Linked DNA regions of Mus musculus: all the other regions are linked to region 1. A link is a contact called in public Hi-C, HiChIP or PLAC-seq and promoter capture Hi-C data. All regions are on one chromosome and are shown on one strand. Each heading gives the region's core, a stretch centred on a gene start, on an enhancer-like site or on the middle of the called end of the contact. The rest is flanking DNA. Distances are from core to core; before and after follow the strand shown. Region 1 holds the start of Cln8 (CLN8 transmembrane ER and ERGIC protein). Region 2 holds the start of Tdrp (testis development related protein). Region 3 overlaps Erich1 (glutamate rich 1). Region 4 overlaps Gm5907 (predicted gene 5907). Region 5 has its middle 13 kb from the start of Gm39134. Region 6 holds the start of Coprs (coordinator of PRMT5, differentiation stimulator). Region 7 overlaps Fbxo25 (F-box protein 25).

What was found. Promoter capture Hi-C pulls out the DNA fragments that hold promoters and counts their contacts. Hi-C and Micro-C count contacts between places; a contact is called where the count stands out from the background. HiChIP or PLAC-seq counts read pairs in DNA pulled down with a chosen protein or histone mark.
Region 2: an H3K27ac HiChIP or PLAC-seq map of embryonic stem cells shows a contact between it and region 1, with 10 times the contacts expected there. The contact joins the promoter of Tdrp here to the promoter of Cln8 in region 1. A contact is called at or near these places in 5 of 39 promoter capture datasets (the 3T3-L1 cell line, hippocampal neurons, liver and 2 more), 1 of 15 datasets of contacts at CTCF or cohesin (the NIH/3T3 cell line), 1 of 484 Hi-C or Micro-C datasets (embryonic stem cells), 20 of 115 datasets of contacts at active chromatin or transcription factors (VIP interneurons, astrocytes, bone marrow-derived macrophages and 11 more) and 1 of 9 other capture datasets (embryonic stem cells).
Region 3: an H3K27ac HiChIP or PLAC-seq map of embryonic stem cells shows a contact between it and region 1, with 8 times the contacts expected there. The contact joins the enhancer-like site here to the promoter of Cln8 in region 1. A contact is called at or near these places in 13 of 115 datasets of contacts at active chromatin or transcription factors (the NIH/3T3 cell line, embryonic basal ganglia, embryonic forebrain and 4 more) and 1 of 9 other capture datasets (embryonic stem cells).
Region 4: a contact with region 1 is called in an H3K4me3 HiChIP or PLAC-seq map of embryonic stem cells, with 3 times the contacts expected there. The contact joins the enhancer-like site here to the promoter of Cln8 in region 1. A contact is called at or near these places in 2 of 39 promoter capture datasets (cranial neural crest and stem cell-derived epiblast-like cells), 10 of 115 datasets of contacts at active chromatin or transcription factors (astrocytes, bone marrow-derived macrophages, embryonic forebrain and 2 more) and 2 of 9 other capture datasets (adipose tissue and embryonic stem cells).
Region 5: a contact with region 1 is called in a promoter capture Hi-C map of embryonic stem cells, with 3 times the contacts expected there. The contact joins the enhancer-like site here to the promoter of Cln8 in region 1. A contact is called at or near these places in 2 of 39 promoter capture datasets (cranial neural crest and embryonic stem cells), 1 of 15 datasets of contacts at CTCF or cohesin (the NIH/3T3 cell line), 13 of 115 datasets of contacts at active chromatin or transcription factors (the NIH/3T3 cell line, astrocytes, bone marrow-derived macrophages and 5 more) and 3 of 9 other capture datasets (adipose tissue, embryonic stem cells and pancreatic islet).
Region 6: a contact with region 1 is called in an H3K4me3 HiChIP or PLAC-seq map of stem cell-derived neural progenitor cells, with 7 times the contacts expected there. The contact joins the promoter of Coprs here to the promoter of Cln8 in region 1. A contact is called at or near these places in 20 of 39 promoter capture datasets (the 3T3-L1 cell line, the HPC-7 cell line, cranial neural crest and 12 more), 2 of 15 datasets of contacts at CTCF or cohesin (large pre-B cells and pro-B cells), 2 of 484 Hi-C or Micro-C datasets (the C2C12 cell line and the HL-1 cell line), 26 of 115 datasets of contacts at active chromatin or transcription factors (the NIH/3T3 cell line, bone marrow-derived macrophages, cardiomyocytes and 16 more) and 3 of 9 other capture datasets (adipose tissue, embryonic stem cells and macrophages).
Region 7: a contact with region 1 is called in a Hi-C map of cortical neurons, with 2.9 times the contacts expected there. The contact joins the enhancer-like site here to the promoter of Cln8 in region 1. A contact is called at or near these places in 4 of 39 promoter capture datasets (cranial neural crest, embryonic stem cells and hippocampal neurons), 1 of 15 datasets of contacts at CTCF or cohesin (large pre-B cells), 5 of 484 Hi-C or Micro-C datasets (the G1E-ER4 cell line, cortical neurons and palatal mesenchyme), 18 of 115 datasets of contacts at active chromatin or transcription factors (the NIH/3T3 cell line, astrocytes, bone marrow-derived macrophages and 9 more) and 2 of 9 other capture datasets (embryonic stem cells and pancreatic islet).

Annotation. Positions count from the first base shown.
Region 1 is chr8:14,886,748-14,890,235 of GRCm38.p6, reverse strand. It overlaps Cln8 (CLN8 transmembrane ER and ERGIC protein), which reads right to left and starts at 1,700. Exons shown (of 3, transcript NM_012000.3): 1 at 1,118-1,700.
Region 2 is chr8:13,973,419-13,976,852 of GRCm38.p6, reverse strand. Tdrp (testis development related protein) reads left to right here and starts at 2,076. Exons shown (of 3, transcript NM_173744.4): 1 at 2,076-2,312. The coding sequence starts at 2,211.
Region 3 is chr8:14,037,313-14,040,700 of GRCm38.p6, reverse strand. The region is part of intron 3 of Erich1 (glutamate rich 1); the gene reads left to right. Among named protein-coding and RNA genes, the nearest start is that of Gm39134, 14 kb to the right of the region's middle. Within about 2 kb of position 2,085, at least 21 of the 459 cell types and tissues checked have an H3K27ac peak or open chromatin away from gene starts, as enhancers often do. A contact at or near this core is called in embryonic stem cells, where this site is marked.
Region 4 is chr8:13,991,613-13,995,105 of GRCm38.p6, reverse strand. All of the region lies in intron 1 of Gm5907 (predicted gene 5907), which reads right to left. Among named protein-coding and RNA genes, the nearest start is that of Gm5907, 7.3 kb to the right of the region's middle. Within about 2 kb of position 1,390, at least 64 of the 459 cell types and tissues checked have an H3K27ac peak or open chromatin away from gene starts, as enhancers often do. A contact at or near this core is called in embryonic stem cells, where this site is marked.
Region 5 is chr8:14,010,829-14,014,208 of GRCm38.p6, reverse strand. No RefSeq gene overlaps it. Among named protein-coding and RNA genes, the nearest start is that of Gm39134, 13 kb to the left of the region's middle. Within about 2 kb of position 1,453, at least 64 of the 459 cell types and tissues checked have an H3K27ac peak or open chromatin away from gene starts, as enhancers often do. A contact at or near this core is called in embryonic stem cells and trophoblast stem cells, where this site is marked.
Region 6 is chr8:13,888,540-13,891,912 of GRCm38.p6, reverse strand. It overlaps Coprs (coordinator of PRMT5, differentiation stimulator), which reads left to right and starts at 1,642. Exons shown (of 4, transcript NM_025556.3): 1 at 1,642-1,746. The coding sequence starts at 1,678.
Region 7 is chr8:13,930,328-13,933,508 of GRCm38.p6, reverse strand. Fbxo25 (F-box protein 25) reads right to left here. Exons shown (of 10, transcript NM_025785.3): 8 at 2,145-2,327. Among named protein-coding and RNA genes, the nearest start is that of Fbxo25, 24 kb to the right of the region's middle. Within about 2 kb of position 1,263, at least 15 of the 459 cell types and tissues checked have an H3K27ac peak or open chromatin away from gene starts, as enhancers often do. A contact at or near this core is called in cortical neurons, epiblast stem cells, forebrain and 1 more, where this site is marked.

The DNA.
Region 1 (3,488 bases), core at 451-2,950:
CAAAAGACATGTATGCTTAACAAAGCTGAAAAGAAAACGTATAAGCCTGGAAATAGAGAACTGAAACCCGTTCTCCTCCGAGAGAGCCCTAAGCAATACCACGGGTTTGGGGGCACATGCTGAGTCAGTCTTTCTCTAGATAAAACGTTTCCTTTTTATTAACAGAAAGGAATAAACACACGGCAGCTGTTTACTCTGCCTTTGCCTTTTGCAGCACATCGGGCATGCCCCTCACTAATCCTGTCCCACGTGGTTCTCAGTGGCCTAAGAGAAACACTACTGGGACTTATTTACCTATCCACTAACTATCCTAGCCGGATTCTCCAGATTCTCACTATCCGAAGAGATTCGGTCCTGAATAGCACAGGGAGAGCTTTCAAGGTCTAGGAGCTTTGTTTCCATAACAACTAGCACCTAGAGGCTAGGGCGGGTCTACCAGAGCTTGGGTGGGTGTAGTGGAATCTCATATTTTCAGAATATCTGAGGTTTCCTTAATCATAGCCTTTCCCACTCTTCCTAGAGAAAAGTTTAAATAAAAAAATACAAAACACGGGAACAAGTCCAGTGTATAGCTACAGATTTCATACATAAACACGGTCAGAAAACAAATATCGATACCGACATGAATTCAAACAGTACTTAGGAGCAGCCACCTACTCTGTCATTCCGACGACTCTGAAAGCCTTCTAAAAGGGCTTAGGCACCCTTTTCTAAGGCAGCAGCACCCTAGCCCCAGGACCTCCCACGGTGTGCTGAGAGCTAGGGGTCCTTCCTATTCCCGCTCCCCTTCACTAAGTGCTGACACCACCCAGTCCTACCTCGCGGAGATCTGACCAACATCGCCTTTCACCCTCTGGTCCCATGATGATCCACACTCAAGTTCCTCATCCCCTAGCACTGTACAGACCTAGCCCAGCGACCGTGGTCCATCACTTTGCTGCCCCAAGTTCTCTTGCGACCCAGGTCGACCTATCCAGTCGGACCCAGTCTGAATCGTCCACCCGCGCCCACGGTGGCCCAGGACCTATACACCAAATGGAATGCTTCCTCCTCGGGTGGCCAAGCAAAGACTGCGCTGCTGCAGGCAGGTGTATACAGGGTGCCCTTCACGTCTCACCTGCATTCAGGTGAGCAGAAGGGGGGCGCCGCCTCTTGGTCCATCAGCTGCTTAGACTCGCTGTCCCAGGAGCTCCTGAGCCGTAGACACACCTCGTGACCGGAGCCAGATAGAATACCGGTCGCTGAGTGGCACTGGAGACTAGGGCCCCACGCCCATCTGTGTCCCCGCCTCAGCTGGGCACCCCGCTTTCAGGCCATCCCGCCCCTAGCACCGGAGAAATCACCCACGACAGTGTCGCGCGCTGAGCAAACACTATCCACTGCGCACGCGCACTGCTGAAGCCCTAAGCCTCGCCTCCCTAGGACGCTACCAAGGTAGACTCGGGGGGCACGAGTTGGGGTAGGATCATCCCATCCAGCGCCATGGGGGTGCCTGGAGCAGGCTACACAGTTCGCAGCGCGCTATGCTAGATTTGACTATCGTAGCTCAAGTTGGTGCTGGGACCTTAAGAGTGGTACGGAGGGATCAGTGGAGGAATTCCTCAACCCCCACCCCAACTGACCTTCCACGATCCTCTGTGTGGACCGTCCCCCAAGACCCTCCTACGTACACCCCTTCACTCCCTGTCCCTTCCCTCTTTCCTAAGTCCCTAAGGCCTCTGACGTCAGAGCGCAGAGGTGAAACGCAAGCGCACGCGTCTCCTGGTTGGTGCTGCCAGAGCTCCAGGCGACTGCATGGAGTCGAAAAACTTGCTCAGGCCGACAAAATGGACCGCACTGTGTCCCTTGCTACAGCAGCATTGTCTTCCAGGCGGTGGTAACCAGCTCCTGTCTGCACAAGTACAGTTCGGGCTTACGGTCCCTTAGGAAAAGGTGGCTGTGAGGCGTGTGCAGAGCTACCCTGTGCTCCTGCTAAGAGCCGAAGCTAATTCAGAGCCAGCATTATGAGAAGAGCAAAGACCTCCCGACCCATTCCATGTACCTACTAACCAAGCGGGGCTGGTAGGGTAGCGGTGAGAGGTGCGGAATCAGTCCCCTCTCTCTGAGCAGATAATCAGCACTTAGTACCCTCATCTACCTAGCATAGCAGGAAAACCAACCTGGCTCGGGATTCACGTCTGGCCTCAGCACTCCTTGTGCAATGTCTGCTAGTCAGGTGCTTGCAATTGCCTGGCCCTTATCTAGACAGGGCAATTGCCCACCCTACCCTGGATTGCAGACAGGTGGCCACATAACAGAGTCCTCCCTAGAGCCCTTTATCATACCATATCTTGATAATTAACAAGATAGCTGGTTTAAAAGACTAGAAGGAATAGCGTCCTGTACATACCCACCCTCCTGGTTCTGATATTGTCTCTGAACACCCAGGAATTGCAACATAGTTAACCAGGCCACCTGCAGAAATACCTTTGAGAAACATCACACAAGATGGATAGAATGGCTAATGAGCTGTGACTTCAGCCCTGTGCCCCTGTGACTTGTGATAAGGGTCCCTTTACAGCAAAGATTTTACACCGACGTTCAAGTTCTGTTATTTTCCTGAGGTTTCATCAATATTTGGTGCACCCCAGAGTCCATGGTTGGCACCTTAGTTTTTCCACTTGGCTGGTATGAGCAATAACATAGTTTCAAGACCACCCTAAGCTGCTTGAAACCCTGTGTCAAAATAACAAGAGAGATCTGGGTGTGTAAACAGCGTTTAGTAATACTGACCTTTGGCCAGGTGGAGATAGGAAGGTCAGGGGTTAAAGGTCATCTTCAGGGAAGGAGTTGATTTTAAGGTCAGCCTGGGTTAGACTGTTTACAAACACACCTTTCCTATCTGACCGCAGTTCCTGCATCATCACCTGCAAGTTTGCACCCCAGGCACTGTTTCCATCTGGCCAGCCTGGCTGGATGTCTCCTCTAAGCCCTCCTTAAGCCTCTCTTGTGTCAGGTTCCCACACCACACAGCTCACTCATCCATCCAGATGTTACAGTTGCCTGTCCCAGGCACTATGACCTCGACTGTTAGTCTCAGGCAGTTGCCCTCTGTTACTGTGTCATAGGCCGTTTGGAGAAGGCAAACTGGAATGACTTTAATGGAGGTGGGGGGGGGGGTTAATTTAACCCTCATTTCCTGGTAGCAAAATGTACTCATTGCGATATTTCATTGTTTCTTCAAGAAGACATCTCTTTCTACCATGCGAGTCCTGGGTATTAATGTTCAGTGTGGCATGCCCAGAAATACACACAAATAAAATAATAAACAGATTATTTTTTTCTTACAAGGCATTAGCAGGTAGACAATAAGAATTCTCTTGCCAGGTATTTGAAAGAGAGAAGGAGTGGGGGTGGGGTGGTATATGTGAGAGGAAGGGAGGGGAGAAATGATGTAATTATATTATCTCAAGAAAAAAAAGAAGGCATTTCTCCTATCTAATTCTTGC
Region 2 (3,434 bases), core at 827-3,326, 910 kb after region 1:
CATGGTCTACAGAGTGATTTCCAGGACAGCCAGGACTACACAGAAACCCTGCCTCAAACAAAACAAAACAAACTAAAACAAAACTGAAACCAAACACTTCATGACACTTCTTCTCTTCTTCTATGGTGAGACTTGTCTGTCAAGCCAACCTGAATCTGTCCTGAGCCACACCTCAGAGGAAATCTTTCCTCTCCTTCGACAAGAACTGTGTTGTATCAATCCACTAATATCTCAGTAAGTTGGGCCTTGAGCATTTTGAACTCAGAGTGAGGTGACACAGTTGACATGCAAAAAAAGAATTTCTAGCCAGGTGGTGGTGGTGAATGCCTTTAATCCCAGCACTTGGGAGGCAGAGGCAGGTGGATTTCTGAGTTCGAGGCCAGCCTGGTCTACAAAGTGAGTTCCAGGACAGCCAGGGCTACACAGAGAAACCCTGTCTCACAAAACAAACAAACAAAGAATTTCTACATCAATAAATTCTATTTTATTCAATAAAGGCCAAATTAGCTTAAAATCTACAGCTTCCTCCAAGTGGCTGTTCAGGAAAGGATGGTTAGGCAAGATCTTTCTGGATCCCCAAATGAATTTGCATGTGTAAAGACTGTTTTGTTTTCTTTTTTTTAATGAAGCCAGACTGTATAATTCTCTTACAAACTCTGACAATATCATGCCTCAGAGATGATGGAATCAGTGACCCGCATCGCGTCCCCGGGACCTGAGAGATGTCCTTTACAGAGCCACCATCTCTACTTACCCGTCTCCCTTCCTAACAACTGAGGTCTTCCACACAAAGTCTTTAGTGCCATTTCAAAGCGGTCTAGAATTTAGCATGTGGGGTAACAGGCCTGGCCTTCTGAGTCATCTGGGAATTTCAGTTTAGTTTAACTTACTATGAGCATCCGATCCTGGCAGGATGCAGCCTTAGAGGAGGCCTGTGCTGCACCTGTAAACCACGGTGTTGTGAAGCCTTTGCTTGCTGTATTCGCAAGTACCCTGCGGCTACCTGTTCATAACTCCCAGACAGGCCAGGCGGGTCTGAGCTGGCTGGAGAAGGTTCTCACTGTGTTTACATCCTTAAACGTTCTTATGCACTTGAAGAACATGAACAAGGCATTTCGGAGTTTACCTACAGCACTTCTCACAAAAGCATACAATTGTGGACAGTTTTATTTACCTGTTATGTGTGTACAGTGTTGGACAGAGTGAGTATTTGGGAAGGCCAGAAGTCAAGTTGCTGTCTTTACCACTTTCCACTTTATTTTCAAAGATAAGACGTCTTAGGCCAGAGCTCACTGATTGGCCACACTGAGTGCACACTGTCTTCTGCCCACCCCCTTATGTCACCATGCCCACATGCCCAGATTTTTTTTTTTTTTTTTTTGGTGGCTGGAGATCTGAACTCAGGCTGCATTAGTCTGAGTGTCACCCTGAGACTACAAAGGGAAGTCGAGGCCCCAGGTCCAACTGGCACTGCCAACCCACCTACCTAGTCTCTTCTGGGCCCTGGGAACCTTCCCTGGACTCTGGTTGATTCTGTGTCCATCACTCTATCGATGCAGGCCTCACAGCAGCGCAAAGTGACCGTAGTCTATGCAGGAACCCTTCTCTTTCCCTAACACCCTCCTCCCTTGCAGGTGCCCCCCTCTCCGGTGGTCCATATCCACTAATGGACCTTTTAGGATCAGCATAGACCACTAACCCTCAGCCTGCGGTCACCGAAGCCCCGCCCTCGGCCCCCGTAGCACCAACTGGGCGAGCATGCGTAAAGCGCGGCCCCACCTCGGCGTTGCCTTGGTGATCCAGGATGGACCACGCCCATCGGGCTGGGTGAGTGAAGGGCCGGGAGTTGAGGGGCGGCCGGTGTGAAATGTCACGTGGTTTTGGTGCGTCAGTGTTCTTGGCCCCTTGGTAAAGCACTCGGCCCGCTGATTCCCTGGGGGGCCTACTTAGGGAGGTTGGAGCGGTCCTGGAGAAGTAGGGGACCCGCGGGCTGAGTGTCAGGGTGGGGGAGGACCAGGGAGGCAGGGGACCTGAGGAACCTGAAGGCTGGAGGAGGGTCTGGGGGCGGGCCTGGGGGCGGGCCGGGGACGGCCGCCCGCAGCTGACCGCCCCTCCCCGCCCAGTCCTCCGCACTGTCCCAGCGCCGCGGCGGGCCGGGTGTCCTCCTTCAGTCCCGGAGCCAAGCTGCGCGGAGCGGTCGAGCACCGGAGATGTGGAAGCTGAGCCGAAGTCGAGTGCTTCTGGACGAGCCCCCCGAGGAAGAGGATGTGCTGCGAGGGGCACCGCCAGCATCAGCAGCCGCCCCGGCGTCGGTGAGGGCACGCGTAGGGGCGCAGGTGCGGGCCGCGGGGTGCTCTGGAGGCCGAGCGCAGGTGCATGGGGTCGCGTGCCGGGTGCGGACTTGGCAGGGACCCGACGCTTCTCGGGGCTGCGAGGTGACTGCCCCGGAGGACCCCTCTGATGAGTGGCCGGGTCCTACAGGTCGTGGGCCCCAGAGCCAGCATGTGTGGGGTACCGCGGGGACGCGTACCCCGGGCACTTTCCGCACTGGCCGGCGGCGCTGCCCTTCGCTCTGCTGCCACAAGGGCTTTGGGGTTCGGCTTGAGACACCGGGGACGCGGGGTGACCGCTTCCAGGCCAGGTATTTCTATTCCGGAGTTGGAGAAACAGAGAAGTCCTGAATCATGGTGCCGGGGACGGCGGTTCGCTCAGACTTAAAAGCTTGGTGTTTTTGTTTTTGTTTTTTCCTTTCCCTTTTCTTTTGGTGACTATAGCGAATATAAAGTGTGCTGGATATTTATTTGCACAACACGTATTTCCTTTTTTTAAGCCTTTGATCCCGTCTCGCCCCCTCTCCCGGAAGAAGAGATCAGAGACCTTTATACAGAAAAAGCTTTGGCCCGACAAGTATAGAGATACGCTTGGAATGTGTAGAATTTTTTAATTAACAGGATCCCAGGTGGATCTGTGTGAGGCTTCCCCACCCACCTTCTCGGGACACTTTTCATTCCCTTTCATGTGCTAGGAAATTTAGGTCACAAAGTACGCCAATTTTTAAGCATAAAGTTATTTATTTATTTTTTTAAGCATAGTGTGAAAACTGTGGCTGTTGCAAATCTTTCTTTTGAAACTTGGAAGTAGTCCCGAGATTGCTTCTTCCCTAGTTGGAGCAAAAGAACGTCTGTTAGGAATGAAGTTTCATTGTAAGACATTTCTCGGGAATTTGATAAAGCTCGCTGCCAGCACGCAGACATTCCAGCTGATGAGTGTAAGCTTTTAGGTATGGTTTGTATCTGAATTTACATTTGAGAAGTCACCTTTTTGTGTCCCTAGAACTTACCTAGCTTTCATTTTTCCAGCCTTCAAGGTTTTGTAGCTAGACGGCAACTCTTAGAAGGCAGTAATGAGCATTTGTCTGTGGTCTCTAGATATTT
Region 3 (3,388 bases), core at 836-3,335, 850 kb after region 1:
GCCCTGATGACTCTCATCCCAGGCCTTCTGTCCAGGGCCCTGTCTGCACTGGTTATTTTCACGGCCCCAGTGCTGGCTCAGTGGGATTGGAAATTCACAGCTCAGTTTGCGAATTAACTGAGACTTATTTTGTGTGACGGCTGATTTGTACCATCATCCCAGTTGGATTAAGAAATACCTAGGATATTAGGCAAGCAAATCTCTGGGTATGTCTGTGAACGGATGACCAGAGACAGGTCTGAAGGGCTCTAAGCTAATCCATAGATTAATCCCTTGATGGGTTCATCATATGATGGTATTATTGGAAGGTGGAGAAAGACAAGAGACGGGGCCTTGCTGTAGGGGGGTTGAGGGGCATGTCATACTTAGGATAACTGTCTCACCCTGATATTTTCCTTTACGCACTTTCTGACAAGAAGTGAAGAATAGCCTCTGCACATGCTCCCACAACCAAGATGCTCGGTAAGAGCCCCTACCTCTCCTCTGAATTGGTTGTGGTGGTGATGGTGGTGGTGCTGATAGTATTACAGGGACACAGGCGTAAGCAATGCACTTGGCTTCCCACATGCTTTTAAAACAGATACTGTCTTAGACTGTATGGTGAAAGTTATTTCTTAATTGATGATGCAATTGTCTTTCTAATGCCTGCCTTTTGTCTTTGCTTAAAACTCTAGCTAACATCCCAGAATACACTTCTTCCGGTTGTGCACATAACCCTGCCCCAGGTAGCTGCCTCTGGCCACATATGGATCTTGTACTTGATCAGGAAAGGGAAGATCTACAAGTTGGTCCTCCTGGGACACAAGCCACCCTTGAAGCACACACGCACTTACTTGCAGCCAGTGACAGCCACGAGGACACTTCCCTGTTGCACAAGGGTGGCACTGTTCCGAAATTTCAGGGCTAGTGGGAGGCCACGCTGGAGAGAAGTGCTTTGATCACAGTGTGATAGAATCAGTGACTTGATTGGCTCACTGGGGCTGTTGGAGTAAAGTGGCGGGGGTGGGGGGGGGGGGTGTCAAGGGAGAGTTCCTGATGAGACCTAAGGCTTGTAGGCATAAGGCTGAGGTCTGTGGACCAGAGTTCATCAGCTCAGCTGGGCCCATGAATTTGCCAACGCCTACAGGAGCGGCCATGCTTTGCCCACTCATGCCTGGTGAGCAGAGAGATGGGGAATGCAGATGAACCTACGCACACTAGAACCCAGGAGCAGGGGCTTTCAGTCCAGTGTGCCATACAGACGTCAGCCATGAGCATCGCACGGGTTTCCTCTGTGGCCACTACCTGTGACCTGTTGTTTAGAAGCAGGAGCCTGAGCTCTCTTTCCCGTGTGCAGAGAGCGCATCCCTCTTAGTTCTTCAATAGAAACCTGACTGCCCCAGGAATCAGACCTGCACCATAGTTTTCCTCAGACTCCCTGAGCAAAGTGGTCCTGCCAGAAGTCATAATAAAATATTTAGGGTATACAGAATTATGAAAACAGAACCTGTTTTGCATAACTATTTACAGCAGGCAGACATACACATATATGAGAAATTTAAAGTATGAGAAAATTACATCAGAAACTAAGTTGACATTGAAGTGTGTTATAATCCTTCAACATCTTATTTCTGTAATAGTTATTATCTTGGGTTTATCTGACAACATGATCAGCTTCCTCTGATGAGATTTTGGGAAAGCCATAGGTTGCAAGTGTGATTGATGTCATAATATTAAAGAAAAAAAAGTCATTCACAACGCTTGGTTTTGGCAGGCTTGTGTTTAGGGCCATCCTGACGGTACAGGGACATGCCTCCGGAGCCCAGGTACAGTGTGGGCAAGTTAGGCTTTAGAGTTGGGACTGGGGGCAGAGGGAGAATTTGGGCGTGTGTCACTAAGAAAACATCAGGGATGAGAAGGATTCCTGCCAAACGAACCTGACGGGATTCTTGCTGAGGGAAGGCAAGTGAGCAGACCTCACCTTGGAGTTGTACAAAGGTTGATCAGATATGCAAGGTGAGGAGCATGAGGTGGGTGTTACGGCCAGCTCAGCCTATCAGAGACCTGGCTTGGGGAGCATGAGGTGGGTGTTACGGCCAGCTCAGCCTATCAGAGACCTGGCTTGGGGGAGCATGAGGTGGGTGTTACAGCCAGCTCAGCCTATCAGAGGCCTGGCTTGGGCTGGATTTTAGATAACCGTTCACAGGTGGGCCCTGAAGGAGGCCTGCAGAGCAACTGTAGTTTGGCCAAGCACAGAAGCTTTGCCAAAGGGCTTTTTCACCATGTGGAAGTCTTAAAAGGTTGCCCAGAAGGGCTGAAGCGATGGCTCAGCATTTAAGATCACTCTCTGTTCTTCCAGAGGTCTTGAGTTCAATTCCCAGCAACCACATGGTGGCTCACAGCCATCTGTAATGGGATCTGATGCCCTCTTCTGCTGTGTCTGAGGGCAGATACTGTGTGTGTGTGTGTATGTGTGTAATGTATAATGTACATTACAAAAAAAAAAGCCGGGCGTGGTGGTACATGCCTTTATTCCCAGCAGAGGCAGGCGGATCTCTGAGTCTGAGGCCAGCCTGGTCTACAAAGTGAGTTCCAGGACAGCCAGGCTATACAGAGAAACCCTGTCTTCAAAAACCAAAAAAAAAAAAGAAAAAAAAAAAAAGAAAAAAAAAAAAAAGGTTGCCCAGGAAAAGGGCATCATGATGAAAAGTATGTTCTAAGAAACAAGCTTGTCCATGTAGATGGAAAATTGGTGCCTTTAGGATGGAACAGCTGCTTCTATGACACTGACTGCAGTCACACACACCTTTGCCATCATGCTTACATTTTCTTCCTTAAGGTATTTTTCCCAGATCCTAAGGAATTGTTTCTCCTTTAGCTAACATATGAAAATTAGGCATACACATCTTATTTTCCCATTTGCCAAATATATGTGTAAGCCACACGACTGGTAGGCATGTGTTTTAAATACAACAAGAGCTACATTGTTTTCCTGTATGAATCTATATGTCATGTATTTATACACTACATTGTGCTCTACAACCCTGGGAAATGCTAGGACCCAGGGGTGCATAGCCACAGCATATGTAAAAGGTGGAATCACATCTCTGGGCTCCACAGAGGGCTCCCCGACTTCTTCAGCTTCCCTAGGCACACATTAGTGCAGAAGCCAAGGTGCAGTGTGTTACTCCTAAAGTCTCCCTCCATCAAGTCCTCCCATGCCTTGTAAGGACCCTGACCTTGATCCTGACCTCGATCCTGCCGACTGGGAAAGCCCCTTGATCCCCATCCTAGAACTTTGCATGGGGTCATGGGTTGGTTTGTTGTTGTTTTGGTTTTTTATTTTTTCCGTGTTGGGAATTGGTCTAGGATCTCCTACCGCGCGCACGCATGTCCTGACTTGGGGTCC
Region 4 (3,493 bases), core at 141-2,640, 890 kb after region 1:
ACATATAATATATATTTCATACATACACACATATAATGTTATATGTGTGTGTATGGTATAATATATATTATATCCCGTAGCATCAATATATGACATTCTGTAATACAACTTCTAATACATGCACAGCACTGCATTTCTTATTTGGGATTTACACACTTGTTCTGGTAGCAGGCCACACTTAAGGCCAGAAGGCACAGAGCAGCTTATGTGTGATGTTCGCTTGTCCCAACAGAGTCCTTCTCAGATCTGTATTTATATTAAAAACAAAATCACATATAATAAATAAGTCTAAGATCACCTTTCAGCCGGGCAAATAGAAAACAAACAAGTAACATAGCCATCTGCTAGACTCATCTAAATTTGTGAATCTGACAAGATTTGCGCTGTTTTATCCAAACTCACTTTGAGACACTTGATCTCCCCATACAAGGCGACTTTCCTTTGTGTCCCTGATCTCAAGATACCTAAATATTATTTTAAAAATTTAAACGATAATTTTAGCCTGATACAGTGACACGTACCTGCTGAGGAATCCATCTGCAGCTCAGAGACATCTCCAGTCCAAAAGTCTGTTAATTTTCAAATGCAGTTCAAATACCATAGGAGTCTGACCTCAGGTATGTGTTTAAATACTGGAAAAAATACATTCAAATGTTCCTCAAGGCTACTTCTGAGAATGGATTGTTTTGTGTTTCCGTCTGTATATCTTACTGAATTTTCTTATTTTTGTGCAATAAGAATATGATTCTTCAGTCATTAAAAAGAAATTTATCAGGTAGGGGAGACATTGTGATCGTAAAATGCCCTACCACCACCACCACCACCACCACCACCACCACTACCACCACCACCACCACCGCCACCACCACCGCCACCACCACCACCACCACCACCACCACCACCACTACCACCACCACCACCACCACCACTACCACCACCACCGCCGCCGCCACCACCACCGCCACCACCACCACCACCACCACCATCACCACCACCACCACCACCACCACCACCACCACCACCACCCAGGCTCCCATTACAGAGAGCACGCAATCCCAAAGACTCTCCCAACTGTGTGAAACTTGATTGCCTGCTTTGTGTGTCAAGGGACTGTATTCATGCCTTTCCCTGTTTGGAAAAAAAAAAAAAAAGTAGTTAATTTTGTTCTCTCTAAATAAAGAACATGGTCTCTCAAGTATAACTGTACTGTGGGGGGGGGGGGGCAGGGGATTATATACCAGTAACTGCTCTTGGTTAACAATAATAGTTTTTTAATTGTTAGTGACTAGAACACCCAAGGACGGCATTTCCACTATTACGTAGACCACTGGTTCACATCCTCCTAGGAACAACACTGAGAAGCGAGCAGATGTTAGGCAAACTCATGTGTGTTTTTTGCTGTGTTAAAGCAGATGTGGGGGGAGTTGAGAAACCTCAGTGTAGTTGTTTGAACTATACTGGAGAAAAAGACCCACGTGAAACCAGGGATTAGCATAAGGGGGTCTTAGAGGCCTTGGAGGGTGTGTCAAGGGGAGGGGCCCGCTGCTCTGTCCGAAACAGTAGCCCGTGCATTGTCTTGTTTTCTAGGAGCAGAACTCAGAGGTTAAATGTTTTTTCTATTGCTACTGTTTACAGTTGTTTGGGGTCAGCAGAATGGCTATTCAAGGCTGTCTTGTTTTTTGCTTTGGGTTTTTTCTGTCCTTTCCTTTCCCTAAAAGGGTCCATCTCCTTCAGAGCCACAACACACACACACACACACACACACACACACACACACACACACACACACACTGTACACTGAAGATGCCATTCTGGGCTTTCAAAAACTGTAATTTTTGTGGCCGTGGGGCTCTGGCTAGAGGCGGGTTGAACTCGGTGACCTTTGGCAGGAGGCACAGACTTTTACGTGGACCGGGTGAGATCCAAGAGGACTGCGCTGGGTCTCAGGGCTCGGAGCTGCGGTAGGTCTCTGTGATGCTGCTGGGGCCTCGGGACTGGTCTAGGCAGCTCTGCCAAACCACTCACTCTCTGACCTATAGTAAAGTACATTCCCCCCGCGAGGGAGCCACGGAGAAAATAAAGAGGTTGAACTGGGTTGGTGGTTTTCACCATGACATTTTGGCCAGGGAGCCCTGTGTTTAAATGAACTTAATTGTACAGAAAACCAGCCAGGCACAGAGCAACGTTAGGCCACTGTACTTCAGGTAGAGGCATGAGCCCTAAAGTCTGGCACCCTACTGCCACAAAGCAGTTTGAGCCCTTATTTTTCATGTGACATCTAGATCTCCAAGCTGCGGTACAGTGCGGGGGGGCTGGGGGTGGGTGGGTGGAGGACGACTTCCTCCTGAGGTGGCAAGGCTGTGCATCTGGCCAGCCACACAAAGCCATAGGAAGTTACACTCTTCCACTTTAGACACTGAACAAAAGAGTCAGAATGGTAATAGAAAGTAAATATGGGCTCTAGGTGGAAAGCAAATCACTTCCTCCTGCCAGTTTCGGTTCTTAAGCCAGTCTATGAATTCATTTTAACGTGAAAGTAATAGGAGAAAAGCATTTCGGTGTCCACACATGCGCAGTGGCTCACAGGAGCGTAAATGCTATGGGGCTCTACAGAGAGGGTGTGGGCAGTCAGGGGCAGCTGTGCCACAAGGCAGATTCCTCCGCTGATCAAAGCTTGTGAGTACCACTCTCTTCCTGGCCGGAGCCATTTGTTGGCAACATTCCTTTTATGTATGTGCACAAAGGGAAAGTGTGTACTTTATTCAAGGCAATAGAGGTGAAAAGTAGAATTTGCTCAACACTAATTGGTTCTCAATTCCTTTTAAATCAAAATCATCAATATGGCAAAGAAGCGAGTTTTAGGCGTGATAATATTGGATCTTCTTCCGACCAAGATGGCTGAGGTTGGTCCTAACACAGCCACTGCGCTCCGGGTGTTTGGGGGCAGCTTCTGCTCTTGCTTTCTCCACCGCCAGCTCTCTGAGGCACTCTAATGCCAGCCTCCCAGAGGTGAGGAGAGGCCCCGGTCACACAGTTCCATCAGCACCTTTTGATTATTTGCTGGATAGGGTCCTGGTCTAGGGACAGAGCAGGGTTCCACAGTCATTGAATGCAGCTCAGCTCCAGGATGGCTGCCCCGGACAAAACACCCTTGTGTGACTGTCCAGTACTAACCTTCCTTGAAAATCAGTATATGCAGGTGAAAAAAACGAAACAAAACACAACAAACAAACAAAACAAATGAAAAACCAACTCATTGCATGAATTTGAGCTGAAATCACAGCGCACAGAAGAAAAGCAGGAACATCTGTAACGTTGCTTCCTAGGAAGAAATCAATCCGTGGTTAAGATTATAGGATACAGGAAGGAAAAATGAGCAGGTTGGGTCGTGCTTGGTGCTGGAGTGTGCAGTTGGCATGTGGAGGCTCTGGGTCTGATCTCCAGAACCACAAAAAAAAAAAAAAAAAAAAAAAAAAAAAAAAAGCTCAAAGAA
Region 5 (3,380 bases), core at 204-2,703, 880 kb after region 1:
ATAGGTGGAGAAGAGGCAGATTCCAGAAGGTCTAAGGAGGGCACTGCCCCTGTGCACAGGAGTGACATGAGCTCAGCCGAGATTCCTTGTGCAGCAAAGCACTATGATTGGCTATAATTGGAGTAATCTTTGGAAGAAGGTTTTGTCCATGGGGAATGATTGGAGAATCCTACGGGCACCAGCTATTAACCTTCACCACGCTAATGACGGCCTTCCAGAGTTACAACTGTGATTCTTTCCCCTTTTGGCTTCCTAAGTCGTGCTGTTAAGGGACTCTTGGGAATTCCCTTCATTTTTATTCTTGTTTGAAAATGATGCCCTGACAGTGCAGCTTATACTTAGCCACAAAGGGGCACTCATCCAGGCGGTGAGCTTCATTTCAGGATGTGAGTCATATTCACTGAGGCCACAAACCAAGGCAGGCCCAAAGCAAACTGAGGCCTTGCTCTCCCTTCGCAATCTGATTGAAGAAAATTTGAAAAATAAGCATAGTTGGGTCGGGCGTGGTGGCGCACGCCTTTAATCCCACACTTGGGAGGCAGAGGCAGTCGGATTTCTGAGTTCGAGGCCAGCCTGGTCTACAACGTGAGTTCCAGGACAGCCAGGGCTACACAGAGAAACCCTGTCTCAAAAAAAAAAAAAGAAAGAAAGAAAGAAAGAAAAAGAAAAAGAAAGAAAGAAAAATAAGCATAGTTGGTTAGATTGCCCATCATTTTACAGTCATGGAACTGTACGCTAGAATGGAGTAAACCCTTTCCCTAGCTCCCCATTGCCGGGCGAAGTGAGGAGGTATATGTCTTTGAAATGGAGTCTGCTTCCAGTCTAGGGATCTGTGGGGTTTTTTTCTCTGAAGGCAGAGTCCAGTCAAACCCCAAGCCAGGCTGAGGCAGTGAACTGGAGTGATTTGCTAAGTTTCAAATGTTCCACCGCTCATTCTCCCTAGAGGAACTTTTAAAGTTTTTGTTGAAGCAAAACTGAGTTTTAAGAAAATGTGAATTATCTCAAGCTTTTATTGGATTAGGTCAGAATGATCAGGACAACTCTGTCCCGCACTCCAGCCACTGTCACGTATTAAGTGGGAAAAAATCCAGTTCTGTCTCTATGTACTGAGCCTCTCCAGTGTGAACAGTGTCTGTCTGTCTGTCTGTGTTGCATCAGCGTATCTTAGGACTTGAGTGGCTGATCATATGTATGTCTGGGTCCTAAGGGTAGGAAGGCTAAGTCCGGTATCAAGCAATACGGCATCATGCCATTTGTGACTAGCGCCTTACCCTATCCTAACTATGCACAAAGCAAAAGAGGAGGATGCAAGAACTCTGGACCAAAGTGCGGCTTTGAAGAGCCAAGAACAGGGGAGGGAGGTGAACTCAGGGCCCCTGTATAAGCAGCACACGGGGGTGTGGACACCTCTTAACCACAGGCCTCTGTATGAGAAGATAGCGGGTCCCTGTCTGAGCAGGATCTTGCTGACGTCACTTCCTGGCTTTGGCGTGTCTGGTCCCCACCTACACCCCAAGGTATGCCCCGCTCTGAAGGAAGTGAGCTAGGTCCAGAGCACGATGTCCTGACTGGAGAAGGAGCCTCTGGAAGCACGTTAGCTTCCCCAATGCCTATGTGAGTGCCAGGCTAGAGCAGAGACCTGAGCTGCGCATGGGATCGGTGCTGAGGCTGAAGGGGCCACAGCCAGCCAGTTAGAGCTTGCCAGCCAGTACCACAGAAAATAATCAAAAAGAGAAAGCTTTTTGAAACTCAGGGGCTTGTTTTGAGGTTTACTTTGCTCTTTGTTCGTTTCTTTGTTGAGACAGAGTCTTACTATGTAGTTCTGGCTGGCGCAGAACTTTCTTTGCACACCAGGCTGCTCCTGATCCCAGAGCTCCGCCTGCCTCTGCATCTACGGTGATGGGGTTTAAGAAAGGTGAATGCAAACACGCCCAGAAATTTTTGGTTGTTTTGTTGCTGGTTTTGTTTTGTTGAGACGTGGTGTGCGTGTGTGTGTGTGTGTGTGTGTGTGTGTAACCCTGGTTGTCTTACTACTTATTTTGCAAACCAGGCTGGCCACAAACTCATCGAGATCCACCTGCCTCTGCTTCCTTCTTACCCCCTTCACCTCCACCTCAAGTGCTGGGATTAAAGGCATGCACCACCACCGCCCAGCCAAGTTTTGGTTCTTGCAGCTCAGATATTCATCTGCAGTGGCCTCCACTCTCCTTAAGCAGGAGATAACTGTTGCCAGGGTCATATCTAGCCAGTGCAACAACTACCCACTATCTGTGTGCCAACAGCTCACTGTGAGAGAACAGCCTAAGAAAATGTAGCAAGACATCAGCTCATTGTATCAAATGGTTGCTTTGTCCACCAGCTTCTCTCCAGGTCCAACCCCTCCAGCCTATTGGTTGGAATTCCAAAGCCTGTCAGGAATGCAGATTCTCAGCCTGTTGCTGAATTACTGCCTTCAGCAATAAGATGCACCCTGGGTGTTACAGAATGCCCGAATGTCAACAGCCACCTAGTCTGTGTGGTGAGGGACTCCCCGACTCCTCACGTCCCTGGACTAAATTTGAATCCTGGATACTGCCACATATTTAACAATGGCAGAAAGTGCCACTCACTCCCCAAGTTCTCTTTGACTTCCTGGAATACAACATAACCAGATACTCCAGTTCCCTTGCAGTCCATCGTGGCCACATGATCCAGTCATAACAAGGGGTGAAAGAACAGTGCCCATCAAGACTCATATGCTCTGCCCTTCGGTTTAACTTAACTGTAGTGAGGGCAGCCACAGACGCTCCAAGGTGAATGACTGTAGAACAGGATCCCTTCCTCCAACCGCTCTGTAGTGTCAGGACATCCTCTGAAATTGCAGCTAAGATGTTTGACAGCCCAGGCAGCCCTAAGGACCTAAGAAATTACTATTTGGAAAATGATGAGTCACTGAGGAAATCCTGAATTGCAGGGAATGGACAGCTTTGGGCAGCTGAATCAGAAAAGACTGACAGCTCAAGAACAGCAGAAAAAGCCAGCTATGCCTAGAACCGGCTCACTGGGACGGCCCAAAGAGGCCCCCAGAGCCAGGGCTCTGGAGAGATTTGGTGAGGCCTCATGAAGACTGTTTTCATGGTAACATATGACTCAACAAAATCGGAGAAGCACCTCTGCAGGCTTCCAGGAGTGACCTGTCTCAAAACGGAGGCCAGAAGAGCAAGACGGAGAGACCGTTATGGATGTGACTTCCAAGATTTCACAGGGAGGAACGGTCTGCCAGGCTAAAGGTGACGTGAACAGTGAGGATGATAGACTTAGGGTCTAGTTAATTCTGGTGTGTGCCGTTTGTATTTATTTGCAATTTTTTTAAAAAATAAAGTTTATAAAAATAATTTTTA
Region 6 (3,373 bases), core at 393-2,892, 1.0 Mb after region 1:
CCTTGTAGAAGAAGACATTTCATCCTTTTTAGTTTACAGGACAATTATCCATCTTTTTGTCTTTTTTTTTTTCAGTAAAATTATGTTGCTCAAAAAGGAGCAAGTACGTTGTATAAGCATGTCTTGTCTGGGAAGATGGATTTGTAGTTTCTAAGTCATGGCAGTGCGTGCTATTTTTAAAGCTTGTTATCATTCGGTGCAGATTTCTCTTTCAGTCAGAGTGTGGTGGCTCACACGTGTAATCTCTGCACTTGGAAAGCTGAAACAGACAGGAAGATCTCGATTTCTAATTGAACTTGGGCTGTCTAGCAAGACTCCTGTTCAAAACAAAATTGGAAGGTAAGTAAACATTTCTGATTCCTTTCCCCAAGCTGCTGTGGGAATAGCAATCATGCAGTGGGAAGCAAGTATCTCCTGAGAACAGGTTAGTCAAACGCGCGCTTGTGTGTGTGCGTGTGTGAAATCTATTTGTGTGTGTGTGTGTGAACGTGTGTGAATGTGTATGGGTGAATGTGTGTGTATATGTGTGAGAAATGTATGTGTGAATGTGTGTGTGAGAAATATATGTGTGAACGTGTGTGAATGTGCGCGCGCGAATGTGTTGTGTGTGAACGCTCATTTGTATGTGTATATGTGTGACAAATGTGTGTATCTGTGAATGTGTATGTGTGAATGTGTGAATGTGTATGTGTGCATGTGTGTGTGTGTGTGTGTGTGTGTGTGTGTGTGTGTGTATGTGAATGTACCTAAATACAATCTGCTCAGTCTATACAATGTTACTTGCATGTGTAGGGCTTCCAGGGCAGACCATTGGGTACTGAATAACCAACCACTGAATACTGGATAACCAACCACTGGGTACTGGATAACCAACGGTACTCTTCCTTGGGGAAGGCTATCTCTCCCACTCTCAGCAATCCTTAGTTGCCTATAGTTCTGTGTGTAGGGTTGAGGCTTTGTGAGCCAATTAGCATGTCTACTGGTATCATCTTTGTCCAGCTCCTGTTCCAGTAGTCATGTGGGCAAAACTTTTTAGCTGTAGCCTCTGACACTCCTAAGAGAAACGGAAAACGGAGAATTATTCAACAAAGTCACATTACTGACTTGGAGCACTGGCTTTTGACTCTAAGTTCCTAACACCACCTTGTTTTTGTGGTGGCACGTTGTTTTGCTCCTTTATCCTGGTTCCTTGCAGATTGACTTTAAAGACGATCATTAAATCAAAGCAGCATGTCTCCAGGCTGCTGGGTTATCATTTCAGATCATTTCAGGTTGCTGAAGTCCCTCATTAAGGGATGCTGTAGTGCGGGTGCAGCCTGCAATCTGGAAAACCCTGTGATTGGGTAGAGAGAAAAGTGATGGAGCCCATCGGCTGTGACTGTGTGACACCCGGGTGGGCTCTATGTGTCATTTCACAATGCAGTAGGAAAGCCCCGTGTGGCTGGGATGGCTCAGTGCCCAATCAGGCCTAAGGCTCGAAACCAGCACTAGAGGTCAGAAAGAGCTGTAGAGCCTGCGGTCCCGCACAACAACGCAGGTGGGCGTGCCGTCCGGCGCTGCCCCTGCGCCGCCCCGCCCCCTCGGTCGCCGCGCCGCCCCACGCCGATTGGCTTGTCCGCAGCCCGTCGGCCGTCACGTGCCGGAGCGTCCCAGGCGCCTGGCTGTGGGCGGCCGGGCATGGACCCTCAGGCAGCCACCGGTCGGGGCCCGGGCGAGCGGAGTTCGCAGGAGGCCCCCAGCGCGGAGGTGAGCGCGACGGGGTGGGGGACGCGGGCATCCGCGACCACCCAGGCGGGAAACCGCGGGGTTCACGCGCTGCCGGGAGGCCGCTCACCCGGGAAACGCCGGGGCCGCGCGAGTGCACGCAGAGAGCCTGGCCGGTAACGGCAGTGGGCGCGGGAACGCGCGCGGACCCGAGCCCTAGGCTGTGGCTGGCGCTGAAGGGAGAGGGACACTGGGGCTGCTGGGGAGCATCTGCGGGAGTGAATGCAGGGAACGCGGAGCTGGCTTCCCGGAGCCGGCTGCCCTGAGCCCGCTCCAGCCGCAGGGGGCTGGGTCAGGTGGGAGCTGCGAGGAAACGGATTTTTTTTTTCTCACCTTGAGGACCTCTGGCCATTGGTGGGGATGTGTAGCTGACCTTGGACGCCAGATGTCACCCGTGCTTTTTCCCATTTGATGAAACGAATGGTCCCCTTGTGACACGGGTTTTCAGAAACTTGTTTTTAAGTGCGCGCCATACAGCCTTTCCCCATGACCTGCCCGTATTGCATCCACCTACTGCGAGCTTCTTGACTGTAGACATCCTGTTTCCCAGAAGCCGCACCTATGCCTGGTGTATCCTAATTGGATGAATGAATAGAACGCTTACCAGAGCCTCAGTGATGGTACTTGAAGCTGCTATTCAAGTACCAATAGATTTGCAAAGAAAATCACTTTTGCAAAATAGGAGAGTGATGTTGTTAGGGCGGATCTGGAAAGGATGTTCTTGGGTGAGAGGGTAGGCCCAGCAAAGGTCTGGATATGAGAAAGGGCAAGGCAAATGGCCTTGGAGCTTGGGTCGGAGAGCAGGCTTCTTACAGAAAGGAACGTGAGAGTCAATATGAATGGCATTGCTGGTCTGTGATGGCAGTGGAGGGCTCGCGAAGCTTTTAAGTGGAAGGGTGAGCAGGAGTAGGGAGATAGGCGTGAGGTTCAAGTAAGAGGTCCAGCACCATAGGGGGCAGCAGTGGTCTGTGGTTATCACGGACTACAGGAGATAGAGTCATTAAAGCTCAGGGGTGACTAGATAATGAACGGTAATTAGGGTGAGTGCTAAGTACAGTTTATTTACATGCAGGATGAAGGCTGGAAAGACAGCCATGGTGGTCTTACAGAGTTTGGCTTGGCTCTTAGCACCCACAACAGATGTCTCAGCCCTCTGCAACTCCCTCTCCAGGGGATCCTCCTGGTATATTCACACACACACAAATATACACAAATAAAATAAATATTGCAATTTAAGTCAAAGAAGTGTTACTTCTTGCAGTCTAACAGGTGGTTTTGTTATTATTGTTGGCTTTATTGTAATATTTTTGAGACAGGGTCTCATGTAGCCCAGGAGCTGGGCTCACTCTGTGGCCAGGACTTCTGATCCTCCTGCACCTATCTCCTAAATGCTCAGATTACAGAGTGGCCCACCATGCCTGGTTTTATGTAGTGTTGGAAAAATCAGTGTGTAGCTTTGTGTACACTAGGCAGACACTTGACCAACTGAGCTACGTCTCCAACATATGTTAGATGTTTTATAAATATCCTCCATCATACGACCCCTGCCAGATCAGAACAGCCATTCCAGTATCTAAAGGTCACAGCCTACGTGCATGGTGGGGCAACA
Region 7 (3,181 bases), core at 14-2,513, 960 kb after region 1:
GAAACCAGGAGCCTGCTGCTGTTAGTCACTCTTGAAGAACTGGTAACATCTCACAGTTCAGTTTTGTGATTCAATCAAGAAAATATGCATCAAAAGACGCTCTCACAGGTGCTAACGGATGATTCTACTCTAAGTTCTTATAGAAGGTGAACACTGTTGTAAACAGACCTTTAACCTTTACAGTCTTTCATCAAGGAACTTCCAGGACTCACAAACCAACAGTCAGCCGATTTCCTGAAGGACGTGTGACGTCTGGATATATAACGCCTGCCAGGGGTTCTGGTGGCCCAGGCCGAGCCCTGGCCTTGCCCTATGGTATCCTTGGAGGTAGGTCCCAGAGCAATGTGTGATGCACAGGGCCCATCCTAGACAGACATTTATTCATCACTCTATCCATGGCTCTAAATATTTCCTCCAAAAGATCAACCACTCTCTCCTGCATTTCTGATGCCAGCTCAAATCTAATCTCAAAAAGGAGGGGGCGGAAACACAGTTGCCGCTGAGAAAGAGATAAGAAGAGAGTAGGAAGAGTCAGGATGGCTAAGGATGCAGGGAGCAATGGACGTCCACTCCCACTCAGATGGAGTAGCTATGCCTCTTGCTAGGTGGGCTAGCCTGCCTACCGAGCCATTCTCAGGCCCAGCCTCTGCACAGCCCAGTCCCATGGACCCAGTTCCATGCTCACCCATCTGCAGCATCCTGGCTGCACTGCTCCATGCCTGAGAACCCAGAGCTTCCTGCGCTCTCACAGGCTCACTCTGGGTCTGGGCATCTCCTTGGGGCTCTGCTTAGGACTTTCCTAGGGTCCTGGCTGGGCACGTACATCACCCCTGACTACCGCCTTTGATGTCCACACCAGTGTTTCTCTCAAGCAAGATCCTGAGAGCCATATAAAAGGTGCCCTGTGTTCCAGGTGCTTTGCTGGACTTTTTAAGCTGGGTGGAATCTCAGCTGTGGCTAAGACCCCTGATTCCTTCTTCTGATGGGACCTGCTTTCTGCTCTGCCCACATCTGCCGTGAACCAGGCACACTCTGGCCCCCACGTCACAATGCTCCAGCATCCCAGGTATGTCCACATCCGTAAGACAGACAATGCATCACTCGCTGCTTCCTATCCTTGAATGAAACAGGCACTGCTTGATGCAGTGAGCCAGGATGCCCACATGCTGCAGAAACGCAAAGGTGGGGATTTCACTCTGGAGCAGGAGCATCAACTAGCAAGACACAGGACCTCAAGATGGTGCCACCAAGTGGGAAGCACGGGAACTGCAAGGACGACAGGCTGACAGGAGGGGGCAGAGCCAGAGTGGGACTCATCAGGGAAAGAGACCACTGTGACCTTTCCCAGGAGACAGGACACAACTCAGCTAGTTAAGTAATTTGGTACTAGGACATTTTTAGAATCATGATTCCTTTTCAATATGAAACATGAGCCTTGTAATTGATACAATTCAGAAGCAACTTTGGTATCCTCTAGCTGCTATCAAGTGCTCCCCACCTTCATTCGAGGGCAAAGGATGGTGGCCAGCTGGCCTGACTCAGGGACTGACCTGCACACTTTAGTTAGATCTTGGTTTCTTTAAAAACCACAGGAATATCGTGGGACTATGGTTTTGTTTTAACCCAGGTGTGGGATACGGGGCTGCTTCAGACTATCCACAGCAGCTGACTGTGACTTGCCTCGTACTCTAGCCGGGCTATGACTTTACCAGCTGTAGATAGTTTCTGCAACCGTGTAAGGTCTGGAATTCTAGGGGTTTTTCAGAGGGTATAAATGCTAGGGCCCCAAGAAGCCTTGGGGGTGGAGGGATTGGGTTGGGTTGTTGGTTGAACAATGGTGGGTGGGTGGTTGTTATTGGGTTACCATTTGTTAAACAGTTGTGAGCAAAAAAGAAACAAGGAGAAATCAGATATCATCCTGATGGTGAAGATCACACTGCCCCACAGAACCGACACTCCTATTCATCAGGAAGTCGTCTAACAATAATGTCACTCCCTTTCCAACCAGACCGATGGCATTCACAGTCTCTCTCCATTTCGCTCTATCCTTCCTTCCTCCTTATCTAGTGTTAGAGGGCTGGAAGGTGGAGAAGGAAGGAAGAAAGAAGAACCCACAAGCAGCAAGGCCAGCTGCCCGCACTCACCTGCTGCTCAGCAAAGTGGTACTGACACAGTCGCTTCCACAGCCGCCTGTCTTCACTGAGCATGTACAGGGTTGGTGTTACCTGGCCCAGGGTGACAATGTCCCAGCCATCTGAGAAACGGTACAGGATGTTGTTCAGCATGTGCAGGGGCAGGTCACTGAGTGTGAGGCCAGTGTTTACCTGCTGAAAGGAAGCACAGCGGTGTCACGTGGAGAAAACACAGGGGCTTCCTGCAACAAAACACAATGGCCATGCTGTAGAGACAGCTTCAGCAAGACTACAGCGAAGAGGCCATGTGCTCTGACGGTCACTTCAGTCTTCTTCACTGCTCTGCAGGGTGGTCTCATGGGGGCTACCACATAGCATCGTCTCATGGGGCTGGCACATAGCGATTTCCCTGTGCTCAGGAAGTTATCCTTGGACATGCCTGCCCCTGCTCTATTTTAACTAGAAAAATACCTAGAAAACGGTGGATCTGAAATGTGGAACTGCTGATGACATCGACCCTGCTTCATGGCAGCAAGTGAAGTGAACATGGGCTGCGCTGCGGTTCACCCAGGGACAGGCCTGGTGTCTGTGCGGCCTCCCAGCTCTATCTGTATCTACTGTTAAATCTCAGCTTCCTCCTCACTGACACTGAGCGTGTTTATGACGTACAATATGGTTAACACAAAGCAAACAAGCTTCTGTAGCACAGAGAGGGAGAAAGACGCCCAACACGGAGGGTGAGGACAGCTGCCAGCTGTTGGTCTGATAGGTTAATGTACAGATGCTAGGGAAGTGCAGGACTCAGGGAAGGGTGGATTAGCTGGATGACACACCTCCAGAGGATATGCAGACAGCCAGCATCACTAATCTAATCATGAGAGATGCAAATGACAAATGCAGTGCTGAGCTGGTGCAGGGGAAGTCTCAGGACTGTTGGCAGATGGGTGTGAATAAGCAAAGAGAAGAGCTGTGGGGAGGCTCCTGAGACAACAGAAACAGAACGGCCATGTGACCCGCAATGCTGTATGCATCCATCCAAGGGAACTGAA